2 separate regions of the Callithrix jacchus genome follow, and region 1 is linked to region 2. A link is a contact called in public Hi-C data. All regions are on one chromosome and are shown on one strand. Each heading gives the region's core, a stretch centred on a gene start, on an enhancer-like site or on the middle of the called end of the contact. The rest is flanking DNA. Distances are from core to core; before and after follow the strand shown. Region 1 holds the start of SMARCAL1 (SNF2 related chromatin remodeling annealing helicase 1). Region 2 holds the start of XRCC5 (X-ray repair cross complementing 5).

Region 1 (6,962 bases), core at 3,999-6,498, 290 kb before region 2:
GACTCCAGATAATCCTACCTCATACCCCAAATCTGCAAAGTGACCTAAGCATACAGCCTTATCTTTTCCGTTCTTAAGCTGGGTGGAGGAAGAGAGGGTGTAGGAATAGCAGCTGGGGGAGAAGAGTAAAATAAATGGGAGAGCCAGGCGCGGTGGCTCACGCCTGTAATCCCAGCACTTTGGGAGGCCGAGGCGGGTGGATCACAAGGTCAAGAGATGGAGACCATCCTGGTCAACATGGTGAAACCCCGTCTCTACTAAAAAGACAAAAAAATTAGCTGGGCATGGTGGCGCGTGCCTGTAATCCCAGCTACTCAGGAGGCTGAGGCAGGAGAATTGCCTGAACCCAGGAGGTGGAGGTTGCAGTGAGCCGAGATCGCGCCATTGCACTCCAGCCTGGGTAACGAGCGAAACTCCGTCTCAAAAATAAATAAATAAATAAATAAATAAATAAATAAATAAATGGGAGATGAAAACACCCCCGGGGCTGACGCTTTGACACAGGTGTGTAGGCTCCATGTGACAGGATCAAGTGACAAAAACTTTAGTGTATGACAGTTTTCTCAGAAGACAGAGGGACGTACCCAGCTGCTGACTACAACCAGACACGGCGTTAGCTGGAATCTGCCTGAGTACTGCACCCTCCTTGCATTTTTGAGTAGTTAGCTGCACAGACAGTGCTCTGAGGATCTGTGCTGTTTGCTGAACTGTTACCTTCCTGGGAGCAGGGGCTGGCAGAGCTGCCTGAGCTGCCTGTCACTGCTGGGGCCAGCATAGTCTGGTGGGAACATATAATCTCAAGTCAGACTGCCTGGGTTTGAATCCCAGCAGTATAACTTATTGGCTATGTGATCCTGTGTTACTGACTCAGCCCCCCTGGGCCTCAGCTTCCCCATCTGTAAAATAGTTATTACGAGGAATAAAAGTTAGAATAAGGAGCTTAGAATAGCCTAATGCATAGCAAGCATCATTAAGTGCTAGCTTTTGTTAATATTACCAATGGCCTTTACCCTCAGAGCTGCCTCATTAGGCTAGACACAGTGGGAAGGAGTGTGGGGTGGTGCCCTGCAGGCTTTCGACACCTGTAAAGCCATGCATGCCATAAGCTAGACTACATGTGACACTCCAAAAGAAGTTTTCAGCACCAGTGGCGCCCTCCATGAGGAACAACCACATGCCTACTTACTCAGAGCACTATAGTCATTCATGCTGAAGTTCCATGTTTTGGAGTCAGGATCTGAAACAAAACAGAGGGCTGATGACTGTCATTACAATTTGCACTTGGGCACCCAATACAGGCTTGTCTTCTAAATGAATGAACGAACGGATACCAAGTTCAAAACAGCTGACTAGCAAGCCCCCACTGATCTATCAAATCTCTGTAGAGGACAAACAGTAAATATAGATAATTTTTTTTTTCTTTTTTTTGAGTCAGAGTCTCACTCTGTCACCCAGGCTGAGTGCAGTGGCATGATCTCAGCTCACTGCAACCACTGCCTCCTAGGTTCAAGAGATTCTCCTGCCTCAGCCTCCCAAGTAGCTGGGACTACAGGTGTGCGCCACCACACCCAGCTAATTTTTGTATTTTTTAGTAGAAATATGGTTTCACCATATTGGACTGGCTGGTCTCGTACTCCTGACCTCGTGATCTGCCCACCTCAGCCCCCAAAGTGCTGGGATTACAAGTACGAGCTACCGCACCAGGCCTAGATAATTCTTTTATTCCATGTAGTGGAATTCAACTTAGGCCCGGGGAAGTTATGAACCTCACCTAAGAGGACTGAGGGCAGAGTAAGGACTAGAATCCAAGTTCTCCAGGTCGTAATGTAGTCAGGCAAAGCAGTTTGAGGGGCAATGGCTCTGGGCTGTAGCTGAGCTGGTCACATCCTGACCCTGCCTTTCCAGACCAATGAAACCGGGCCTGTCACTTAATCTTGCTGAACCAGTATCATCACCTAAAAAAACTGCAATAATATCTACTTATTTCAAAAAAACTGCTGCTCAGCTTAAGTGCTACAACGCATATAATGCACCTGGCAGAGGAAGTGTCTTCTCAGTAACATTCAACCATTCTCCAGATGGCCATGTGGCCACCATCAAGTTTGGCAGCTGTTTGAGGGAATAACTACAATGAAGGGAAGCTCAAACTGAAAAAATTTAACAACTGAATGGACAGAATGTGCCAATGCACTCTCCTAATATTTATGAGAAACTGTTAGATTAAGAGACTCTAAAAATAAGGAAAAAAACACCCGAAGAACAAAGACATTACCATAAATCTTGCTGGGCAGGCTCTTAAACACGGCAAGGAGTTCCGCGTTGTACCCGATCAACACCTGGAAACGATCGCCATTCCTTACACACTTTCCCTTCTGAGTGACCGCTGCTCTTTGGAGTGAGGACCCTGATGTCTGCTGGAGTCTTCCTTCTGGCCTGGGTGTTACACTCCCCGAGCTAGAATGGATGTAAGAAGTGTTCTGCCACGAGGTGGAGGCTTTTGCTCTGTTGGCCTCTAACTTAACATCCCTGGGAGGCTGTCCAGAACAAGCTGGTGTCTCTTGTGAACTCTTTGCTTTGGCCAAAGGCTCATGAGTTGGGTTAGCAAAGGGTATGGACCTGATCGAAGCCTGAGCATGACCTTGACCTAAATTGTAACCCAAGGGCTGTTGTTTAGAGACCTCTGGAGGACTTTTTGCCAAAGGAGGGGAGATTCCAGTGAGAGCCACTTGATGTGGTGGGCTGTGGCCTGGGCAGGCTGTGGTCATTTCTTCTGGTTTTTTCCATATTCCCTTCACCTGCTCTGGTATGCTAAGATGAAAACTGTGGGAATTATGAGGTTTTTGGTCATAATTAGATGAGCTACTGGGATTCTGTTGCTTGAAAATGACACCATGGCTCACTGGCTTACAAAACTCCCTTGGGAAATTTTGGGATGGGCCTTGTTTGGCCTGGGATGGGTTGCCAGCAATGGTGGTGCCCGAGCTAGTCTTCTGATGCTGTTCTGCCAATAACTTCTCAGCTCTACGGGCCAGAGCCTTTTGTCGATTCTCTTCAATCCTTTTCCTCTGCTCCTCTGTAAGAGGCAAGGACATTTTCCAGGAGAAATAGTTAAGCAGGAAAGTCAATCTTTAATTGGAAAGTTGGCAAAAGCTGTGGAAGAAAATAAGAAGACTGAAATGAACATTACATTTATTAGCTGCCATGCTCCAACCATGATTTTAACAAGCTTTTGTCCCAGAAACTACATAATGAGCACAACTAAAGGATATATTAAAGTTAATTTTATAATTGCACATACACAGAGATAGTAGGCAGCATATGCTAAAATAAAGATCCTGATCAAAAAGCAAAAAGCAGGCCGGGCATGGTGGCTCATGCCTGTAATCCCAGCACTTTGGGAAGCCAAGGCAGGCAAATCACTTGCGGTCAGGAGTTTGAGACCAGTCTGGTCAACATGGAGAAACCCCATCTCTACTAAAAATACAAAATTAGCCAGGCGTGGCGGTGCACATCTGTAATCCCAGGTACTTGAGAGGCTGAAGCAGGAGAATTGCTTGAACCTGGGAGGCAGAGATTGCAGTAAGCCAAGATTGTGCCACTGAACTCCAGCCTGGGCAACAACAGTGAAACTCCATCTCAAAAACAAACAGAAAAAGCAAACCCAAAGCTAAAAAGGCATTTCAGCTGCAATATTTCTCTCCTTCCCATGCCCCAGACAAGGTGAGTTATCAGAACCCAAGAAAGTTCCTTAGTGCACTTAAATCCATCAGATAATGAGAAGGGTGACATTTTTAACCAGAAAGCATAATAGATTAGACTGAAATAGACCAACCACTTACCATGGCGTGATACTTGCTAAAATAGCCTCTTTCCAACCTAGAAGAAGGAAAAAAGCATTAGCCTCCCATGGACTGCACACGAAATTCTCCCCTCACATTCACGCCTTTTATCCTTCCTGGCAGTCAGTCAGCCTGTGGCTCAGTGCAAGCCAGAGCAGCTGGCCTTGACACCTGATTTCCAAAACACAACACACGGAGCAACTGACTGACTCTCCGGGGAAAAAGAGGGGTGGAAAAAAGAAATATGTGTTCACTGTACAAATTAAGATGCTATATAAAGATGTGAACGAGCAAACAAAAAGAATAAAATTAATCCATACTCTCACCAGCCATCAATAACCACGGTTGAAATTAATAATTTAGAGTATACAGTTCCGATTTTTTTTTCTATCCATAACCACGTAATACATGGCACATATTTAGGAGACATAAGAATTTATTATAAAATAGGATCACTGTAAACATTCCATTTTGCACCCTGATTTTTTTCCCATGAATTTACCCATAACATTTATTTTCCTACTAACTGAGACATTTTTACAACAGTTTGTAAGCAGGGGGCGGGACACCAATTTCTCTGGCTTGGTTCAGATTAAATAGCCTGCATCTACTGTAACGCTGTGTAATGCTTAGAATGATGATGTAGGAGTACTTCAGTAGCACTGCCTAGGCCTCTGGGCAACTATAGGGTTCAAGGGTTTCCTTCCCTGCTGGGGCTCCCTTTGGCAGAACCCAACCCCCCACCCCACTCCTCCTCCCCGACCAAGAAGCATCTATCCTCAGAGAACTTCCACCTTCTCCAAATGTTAGCAGTTAGGAAGGGGTGAAGCGGTTAGGGAAACGTTTTGCAGGTGCACAGCGGAAGCCCTCAGTTTCTCTGGGTAACGCACTCCTGCCTAAGTTTCCAATCAGTTCCCTGCACCTCCAGACACTCCAGATCCCAGGCCTGGTGAGCTATCTCCACTAACCAGGGAGACGAGGCCATAAGACCCACTGATCATCCCCAAACCATAAAGCCATCCCGCCACATGGACGTCCCTCTTCCTCTCTAAGCAGGGACCTCTGCTCCCCAGAATTTCGGGGCGCGCCTCACCCAGCCTCAAGGTAAGCGGGTGCCACACCCCACTCCCACCCCTACGATATCCACTTGGATTCACCCTTCCCGTTGGCCCACTTCCTTCTCCAGGCTGGCATTGGTCTCGTCCGCCTCCGCCGCCTTCCTGCCAGTCTACCACTTTCTCACCCAAGGAGGCCTAGAACGCGAGCCGCATTCGCACCCGGCTCTGAGCCCAGGCGCGACTCCAGAGCCTTCCGAGTCGGGCTAGTCTTCCGGGTGGACGGTTAGGCCACGGGTATTCAAGAGCTACGAGTTCGCCCGCCTTATTGTAGCGGCCTGGCCTGAAGGGCTCGGTCACCGGTGAACTACACTTCCCAGCAGGCAATGCGGCCACAGTTTCGCGTCCAAAAGTGAGAGTGATGAGACGAGAACGCCAGCGGGGCTGCAGGGTCTTCTGGGTTTTGTAGTTCATGCCGGGAGCCTGGCGAGAAACGGGAGCTGCAACGTCAAGTGCGGGGCGAAAGTGGTGCACCCTGGAAATTGTAGTTCTCCAGAGGTTTAGCCAAACGCCAGGTCCTGAAAGCCTGGGACATTGAGGTTTCCAGACCTGTGGTCTCCTGTCTCCAGAGGGCATCTCAGACAGCCAGACTAACTTGGAGGCTCTTGATAAAAAGTATTCCCCCGAGGCATTCATTCCTGGTATTGCTATCCTTGCAATTTAAGCCTCAGTCGCTGCGCCCGTCTGCCATCGTCGTCATCATTGCAGTCATCAGTCATTGCGTTTAGCATAAATATGAGTTACGTCATTTAACCGCACTACAACCTATGGAACACATTCTTGTCCCCATTTTACAAGGGGGAAACTGAGACAGCCATTTGGTAATGTTTCTCAATGCTTTATTAAGCTAGCTTGTGAGTCTGATTCCATAGACCCACCTCTTGAGAGAAGGTTAGTCACGAGATTTTAAGAGTCACTTTAGAAAGGGCATGGTGGTTTATACCTGTAATCCCAGCACTTTGGGAGGCCGAGGTGGGCGGATCACGAGGTTAGGAGTTCGAGACTAGCCATGGCCAACATGATGAAACCCCATCTATACTAAAAATACAAAAATTAGCCGAGCATGGTGGTGGGCGCCTGTAATCCCAGCTACTCGGGAGGCTGAGGCAGGAGAATCGCTTGAAAAACTGGAAGGCGGAGGTTGCCGTGAGCCGAGATCGTACCACTGCATTCCAGCCTGGGCAACAAGAATGAAACTCCGTCTCAAAAAAAAAAAAAAGTCACTTTACTCCTGAGCACCAACAAATCAACACCCTTTTCTCTCCAGGGTCAATTCCACTGTTCCATATTAGTGATAAATATAATATTGCTCTATCATCAGTGTGCATATGAATGTTGCTATAATTCTATTTTCAAACATGGCCTATTTAAAAAACAAACAGATGTCTACTAAAGGATTTGGAAAAATGGACAAGACATGCTAAGAAAAAGGAAGCACTGCAATGTGTGTAGTTTGATTCATTTTTTTAAAAAAGAAATCCTTACCTCTAAATATATGTAAACACATAAAGATCTGGGAAGGAAACTTGAAAACTCACCAAACTGTTAAGGAGCAGAGTAGCATGGAATACACTTTTCAACTTTTTAATCTCTATTTTTCAGAATGTTTGAATTTTCTAAAATAATCGTATAAAACTTGTGTGACTTTTGAAGCAATGATTTTCCTTTCTTCCATTCTTTCCTTCCTTCCCTGCCCTTCCTTCCTTTTGTTCCTCCTTTTCTTTTCTTTCTTTTTTTTTGAGATGGAGTTTCACTGTTGTTACCCAGACTGGAGTGCAATGGCACCATCTCGGCTCACCGCAACCTCCGCCTCCTGGGTTCAAGCAATTCTCCTGCCTCAGCCTCCCGAGTAGCTGGGACTACAGGCGCGCATCACCACGCCTAGCTAATTTTTGTATTTTTAGTAGAGATGGGGTTTCACCTCGTTCATTGACCAGGATGTTCTCGATCTCTTGACCTTGTGATCCACCCGCCTCCGCCTCCCAAAGTGCTGGGATTATAGGTGTAA
Region 2 (7,116 bases), core at 1,731-4,230:
GGGGCAGAAAAAGTTTCCTGAATGTGGATTTTCTTGGGTGAGCCTTAAAGAATGAGTAGGAGTCAATCAAGTAAACAAGGAAGTTACAGACAGAGGAAGTCACATAAGCAAAGGCACAAGCCATTACATAGCAATCATGTATGTAGAAAATACAGGAAATAAGAGAAACAGAAACAAAAAGGAATACATGTAAAGTTATTTATACCTGGCTTCCGAATTTTACCTGAATACAAGTTGGAAGAGACCTGGACTGATGGCAACTCACAATTTCAGTGTGAATTATAAAATCAATCAACAATGTGATATGACTGTTGCACCACATTCCCTACACCCCTCACTTCATATGCCTAAATATGTTAGTCTGTATCAACAGTATAGTGAATTCGAGAAAGAAAAAGAAGGATCTTCTGGTGAAAAAAGGTAACAGCAATCTGGAGACCTGGGACCTAGTCCCATCTCTCCTACCAATTAGTTCTGAGTCCTTGGGAATGTTACTGTTATAATCTCACTGTTAATAATACTAAAAGGCAGGAAACTGTTGGACTAGATGAGGTTTAAGGTCATTTCTGGAGTTATTCCTTGACTCTGACTGATAGTCTCAGATGTGCTTTGTACTAATCAAACAAACTGAGCAGCTCTGGGCTCACAGTTACCAGGAAAATTAATTACAAATAAACATGAAATGAGCAGGTTAGGGAAGATTCTTAAGAATACATCATGTAAAGAACAGTGGAAAAAAAACTAGATATTTAATTAAGCCAGATGAGAAGAATAAAGGGAACATAACAGTTTTCCTCTCCATCATTTTTTTTTCCTTTTTTTTGAGACATGGTTTCACTGTCCCCGAGGCTGGAGTACAGTGTCGTGATCATGGCTCAGTGCCACCTCCATCTCCCAGGCTCAAGTGATCCTGCTACCTCAGCCTTCCAAACACCTGGGACTACAGATGCACCCCATTGTGCCCAGCTAGTTCTTGAAATTTTTCTGTAGAGATGGGGTCTCCCTATGTTGCCCAGGCTGGTCTCAAACTCCTCGGCATAAGCAACCCTCCCACTTCCGCCTCCCAAAATGCTAGGATTACAGGTATGGGCCACTGTGTCTGGCCTCCTCCCAGATATTTGACAGCTGTTGTATAAAAGGATTGGTCTGCAAGAAAGATAACCGGATTAACAGATGGAAGTCACAGGGAGACTGGTGTGACTCCACACAAGGGATAAAAAATAACATTTAGAAGTGATCAATAAAGAAACTACTCTTTTTTAAAAGTGACCTCTTGACCCTAGCAATGGTTAAAAAACCTGAATGAATTCCTATCAGGGAAGTTATAGATGATTTCTAAATGTGGTTATATATCAGGCAATACATTAAGAGGAAAGATTTTTCACTATTTTATAAACAATGCACTAATATTAAAAGATTTCTGAAGTAAAAATAGATTTGGGGAAAAAAAGGTGCTAATAAACTACAAAATTCCTTTGAGAACGTAAAATGTACATCCCAGTTTCAATGCCTGGGGCATAATAACCTAAAAAAAGAGTCACAAAATATGCTGCTGCACTTATTTGATACACATACATAAAAGCTACTTTTAAACCAGAAAACTCTAGAGAACTAAAGCACTTTTGTCATGAATCAGAGGGTTTCAAATATGGAGCTTCTTGTCTGGAAGTAGAAGAATGGTCTATATATTTGAGTTCCTATCTGGCAGCAGTAAGAAAACTGGGAAAGAGAAACTGAGCAACATAGCAACTCTTCATTTCTATACTGAACCAATAAAGGCTGTTAGAATTTTACTTCCACTCTATCTGCCACAAACAGCTCCTCCACTACAGCTACAAAGTGTTCAGCAGCTGAAGGAGGAGGAACAAAGGAGGTGAGTGGCATTATTAAGAGTTCATGATCGTTTTAATCGACATTTCTCAATGAGGAGTTGAGGGAACTAGGGATCGGTTGCTGGAACTCATATCATGTTTATCTGTATTGATTGAATTAATTCATTAATCCCTGGAACCATATCTCCCTCTAGTGACCCTTCACAGGCAACTACCACTCTTTAATGTTGAAAAAAAAAAAGCTACTTCAAAATTCATTGTAATTTCTGCTATCGATCTGCGACACCAACGGTCATAGATTTCTAGCATCACAGAGATTCTCCAGGGCCCTGAAACCAGACAGTTTGGATTGAAATCCGGATTTCACCACGAAAGGCCCATGGAGACCAAACAGTCCCTTATTCTTCGGTTTTCCCACTTGCAAAATGAGGATAGCTTCCATTTAAAAGGATTGTGAAGATTAAATGAGATAGGAATAAAAGGTTTAGAACCGTGTCTCAGAGTAGGCTTTCAATAAATGCGAGATATTACGTTATTATAGAGATAATGATACGACACTTCACATTTTAAGTTATTTAAGTCACAGATAGTCCCTCTCTGAAGTTTTACAATAAGCCCTGTGGGGTAGTTGCTTTACCACCGCCAATTTTCATAATCGGAGAGATTTCAGGAACACAGGCTCAGAAATAATACAGAAAGTGGAGTTGGGGGGTGGAATGGGATAAAGCGGGAGAGGGGGAGGCGCGTGGGGAAGGAGGTGAGACAAAGAGCAGGTAGAGAGGGAGAAGAGGGATGGGATGGGTGGATAGTGGAAAAGCTGGAGAGTCAGCGAGGCTTAAATTCAGATCTTGGAACCTCAAATCCCCAGCTTTTCTGATAGCGCATCTCTCGGTCCCGGCCCTCCTGACGGAGCCCACCACCATGATCTTCTCTTGCCCCATTCCTTGGCACCGCCATGATCCCACGATTCCTGCTTCCGAAGCTCCCTTTCCGGATCCCCGGCATGAGTAAGGCCCAACCCCAAGGCTTTCTTTATACCTTATTTCCCGACCGCACCATGTTGCCGGTCTTCAGGCGCTTTGGTCGCTGCTTCCGGGCGGGAACCTGCCGAGTCGCAACTCGCTTCCGGTAAACTAGCGGCAGATAGCGAGAAGAGCCGCTTCGCTTCCTGCTAGGCCTAAAAGGGGCGGGGAAAGTCATGCCCGGAGCTCTGAGCATGCGCAGATTTCCGCCGAGCATGCGCAGCTTCCCTCCGTTCCGCCCTAGTCGGGAACCTTTGGTCTTTTTTTTTTTTTTTTTTTTTTTTTTTTTTGAGATGGAGTTTCGTTCTTGTTACCCAGGCTGGAGTACAATGGCGCGATCTCGGCTCACCGCAACCTCCGCCTCCTGGGTTCAGGCAATTCTACTGCCTCAGCCTCCTGAGTAGCTGGGATTACAGGCACACGCCACCATGCCCCGCTAATTTTTTGTATTTTTAGTAGAGACGGGGTTTCACCATGTTGACCAGGATGGTCTCGATCTCTTGACCTCGTGATCCACCCGCCTGGGCCTCCCAAAGTGCTGGGATTACAGGCTTGAGCCACCGCGCCCGGCCCCTTTGGTCTTTTGAGATGCAGGAGACGCTAGTATGGCAGATTCACTTAACGATTCACTTAAGCACTTAAAGATTCACTTCCCTTTTCTTTTCTTTTCTTTTCTTTTTTTTTTTTTTTGAGACAGAGTTTTTGCTCTTGTTACCCAGCTGGAGTGCAATGGCGCTATCTCGGCTCACCGCAACCTCCGCCTCCTGGGTTCAGGCAATTCTCCTGCCTCAGTCTCCTGAGTAGCTGGGATTACAGGCACGCGCCACCATGCCCAGCTAATTTTTTGTATTTTTAGTAGAGATGGGTTTCACCATGTTGACCAGGATGGTCTTGATCTCTTGACCTTGTGATCCGCCCGCCTCAGCCTCCCAAAGTGCTGGGATTACAGGCTTGAGCCACCGCGCCCGGCTCACTTCCCTTTTCTCTCATTGAGAATAACACAGCATTTTGAGTCAGAGCTCTGGAGTTAGATTTTCTTTTTTTAACTTTAAAAAAAATCTTGTGTTTTTAATTTCATTTTTTCATTTTTTTAAATCTGCTTTTTTCTTCTCTTTTATGGGATTTTTTTTAACTTTTATTTTTGGTTATTTTGAAGTTAGATTTCCTTGAGTATGAGTGTGAATGCAGAAAGTCACTTAACTTCTCTAAAAGATTCAGTTTCTTCTAAAAATTGTGATAATGAAAGACTTCACGAATGTGATAACCTTAGAACCAACTGCTGAAGAAGAGTAGACTTTCCCAAGAACAGAAAGGAGAGTCTACTTTGCTGAGAAAATGGCATGCACAAACGCCCGGAGGCATTAGACGCTGCCAATGGTTAGCAGTGGCTCCAGGTTGGAAGGGAGGAGTCGAGGTTTAATTTAGAAGACGAATCCTGGAATCCCAGCACTTTGGGAGCCCAAGGTGGGCGGATCACGAGGTTAGGGGTTCGAGACCAGCCAGACCAACATGGTGAAACCCGGTGTCTACTAAAAATACAAAAATTAGCTGGGCGTGGTGGTGCACACCTGTAGTCCCAGCTACTCAGGAAGGAGAATTGCTTGAACTCGGGAGGCAGAGGTTGCAGTGAGGCAAGATCGCACCACTGCATTCCAGCCTGATGACAGAGCAAGACAACGTATCAAAAAAAAGACAAGTCTAGGGAGATATTATAGCAATAGCAGCTGTCATCACAGTGCTTTACTTGATCACGAGCGCTTTGTCCAGCCCACAGCCCCTACCCCTTTGAGACAGGCCCAAGTAGTACCTTGCTTAGAAATAACTGCTTTCTATATCTAATGACCCCAGCCTGACAAGTGGCTAAACGAAAGATCTGGCAACCTGCAATGTATCTGCAAACCTCTGCCCAAACTGAGAAAAGCAAGTCTAATCAATATTCTCTTCTGCTTGAAAATTGTTTCTGGGAAAAGCAAAAACTGAAGCTGAAAAAGACATGGAGAATTCATAAGCCAAAATTATATTGAAGCTCGTAGAGTCAGACATTTTCAGACGTGCTCATGGAGCCCAGGAGGTTCTTCCAGCTTTTGATTCCAACTCAAGGAGCTATTTAAAAGCTGAAATATTACTTTTTAAAATACTTTTAAGGAGCGGCAGCGCCCTGGCTGCTCAGCTTCCCGTGGGCTGCTGCAGGCAGAGACACTGACACTCACCCTTCCCTGCGGGTAAGATGCCCAAGAGAAAGATCAGCTCAGCAGATGATGCGGTGAAGATCTTCGAGGTTGTCAGCTAAATTCGCTCCAGCAAAAGTGGAAACCAAGCCCAACGAAAGCAGCAGGACTGCATAAATTTTCAGACAAAGAGCAAACAAAGGGAAAAACGGGAGCAAAGGGCAAACAGCCCAACTAGCTAACCAGGAATCGAAAGATACACCTGTGGAAAATGGGGAAGCTAAAACGAGGAGAGTCCAGCCTCTGGCGAAACAGGACAGAAAGAAGTCAGGTCTGGTTAGTGTCACATACCATACCTTATCAGTGTTCCTGTCTCCCTTGTACAATCCAGAGCTAGAGAGAGACGGACAGACAGGCAGGCAGGGTCTCCCTCTGCCCATGCTGGAATCCAGTAGCACAATCATAGCTCACTGCAACCTGGAGCTCCTGGGTTCAAGCGATTCACTTACCTCAGCCTTCCAAGTAGCTGGAACCACAGGTGTGTGCCACCAAGCCCAGCTAATTTTTGTGGGTTGTTTTGCAGGGAGGAGGAGCGGCAGGGTCTTCCTATATTGCCCAGGCTGGTCTTGAACTCCTGGGCCCAAGCGATCCTCCCGCTTCAGCCTCCCAAAGTGCTGGGATTACAGGCGTGAGCGACTGCACCTGGCCTCAGAGGAATATTTCTTAACTATTTTGTAAATGCAAGTTTTTTAGTAGCTCTGGAGAGAATCCCACTTCATCCCATTTTTTAAAGTGTAGCTTTTTTTTTTTTTGAGATGAAGTCTTACTCTGTTTGCCCAAGCTAGAGTGTAGTGAATGATCTTGGCTAACTGCAACCTCCACCTCCCGAGTTCAAGTGATTCTCCTACTTCAGCCTCCTGAGTAGCTAGGACTACAAGCATGTGCCACCATGCCTGGCTAATTTTTTTGAAATTTTTAGTAGAGACGGGGTTTGACCGTGTTGTCCAGGCTGGTCTTGAACTCCCGACCTCGTGATCTGCCCATGTCAACCTTAAAGTGTAGCTTTTAAAAGGTGAAATAATTCACTTGTTTATTGTTTGGTACAACCAGAAAACAGTGGGATAGTGAATCATGGGAGGCTTTGACTGTCCTTGAAGTCAGTCTAACATTCCCTAGGGAGGGATTATTTTATTTCCTATAGTATAAAGCATACTAAATAGCAATATAGAGTCACAGTCATGCATTTAATGTGACTTGAAAATTTTAAATTAATTCTACTTTCATAGTTTTTTTTTTCTTTTTCTTTTGAGATGGAGTCTTGCTTTGTTGCCAGGTGCCAGGCTGGAGTGCAATGGCACAGTCTCAGCTCACTGCAACCTCCACCTCCTGGGATCAAGCGATTCTCCTACCTCAGCCTCCCGAGTGGCTGGGACTACAGGCACACATTACCATGCCCAGCTAATTTTTGTATTTTTTAGTAAAGACAGGGTTTCACCTTGTTGGCCAGGATGATCTCGATCTCTTGACCTCGTGATCCGCCTGCCTCGGCCTCTCAAAGTGTCATGGGTTTTTTAGAATTGTTTCCCGAAGAAAACCACTCCTGGATCACGTTGCTATCCAGGTCAATACCGTGTGCACTCTGGCTGGGCACAGTGGCTCATGCCTGTAAATAATCCCAGCAATTTGGGAGTCCGAGGCAGGTGGATCACAAGGTCAGGAGTTCAAGACCAGCCTGGCCAAGACAGTGAAACCCTGTCTCTACTGAAAATACAAAAATTAACCAGATGTGGTGGCCAGTGTCTATAGTCCCAGCTACTAAGGAGGCTGAGGCAGAGAACTACTTGAACCTGGAGGTGGAGGTTGCAGTGAGCCAAAACTGTGCCAGTGCCCTCTAGCCTGGGCGACAGAGTAAGACTCTTGTCTCAAAAAACAAAACAAAACAAAACAAAAGATTGCACTCTGAAGCCTCTTTGGTTGTGCTAGTTCAGTTTTCCTGGTAACTTTGTTAATATGCTGTGAAAGTCTGAAAAATTGAATGTGTAGAGTATATGATATTAAACTGTGAATTGATGGCACTTATGTAACAACTTATCA

Evidence for each region. A called contact is a pair of places that touch in the nucleus more often than the background predicts.
Region 1: a Hi-C map of skeletal muscle shows a contact between it and region 2, with 3 times the contacts expected there. The contact joins the promoter of SMARCAL1 here to the promoter of XRCC5 in region 2. A contact is called at or near these places in 2 of 3 Hi-C or Micro-C datasets (both in skeletal muscle).

The regions. Positions count from the first base shown.
Region 1 is chr6:138,226,138-138,233,099 of calJac240_pri, reverse strand. SMARCAL1 (SNF2 related chromatin remodeling annealing helicase 1) reads right to left here and starts at 5,248. Exons shown (of 17, transcript XM_078328444.1): 1 at 4,997-5,248; 2 at 3,840-3,876; 3 at 2,273-3,150; 4 at 1,187-1,237. The coding sequence starts at 3,092.
Region 2 is chr6:137,936,641-137,943,756 of calJac240_pri, reverse strand. It overlaps XRCC5 (X-ray repair cross complementing 5), which reads right to left and starts at 2,980. Exons shown (of 21, transcript XM_017973703.4): 1 at 2,871-2,980. The coding sequence starts at 2,891.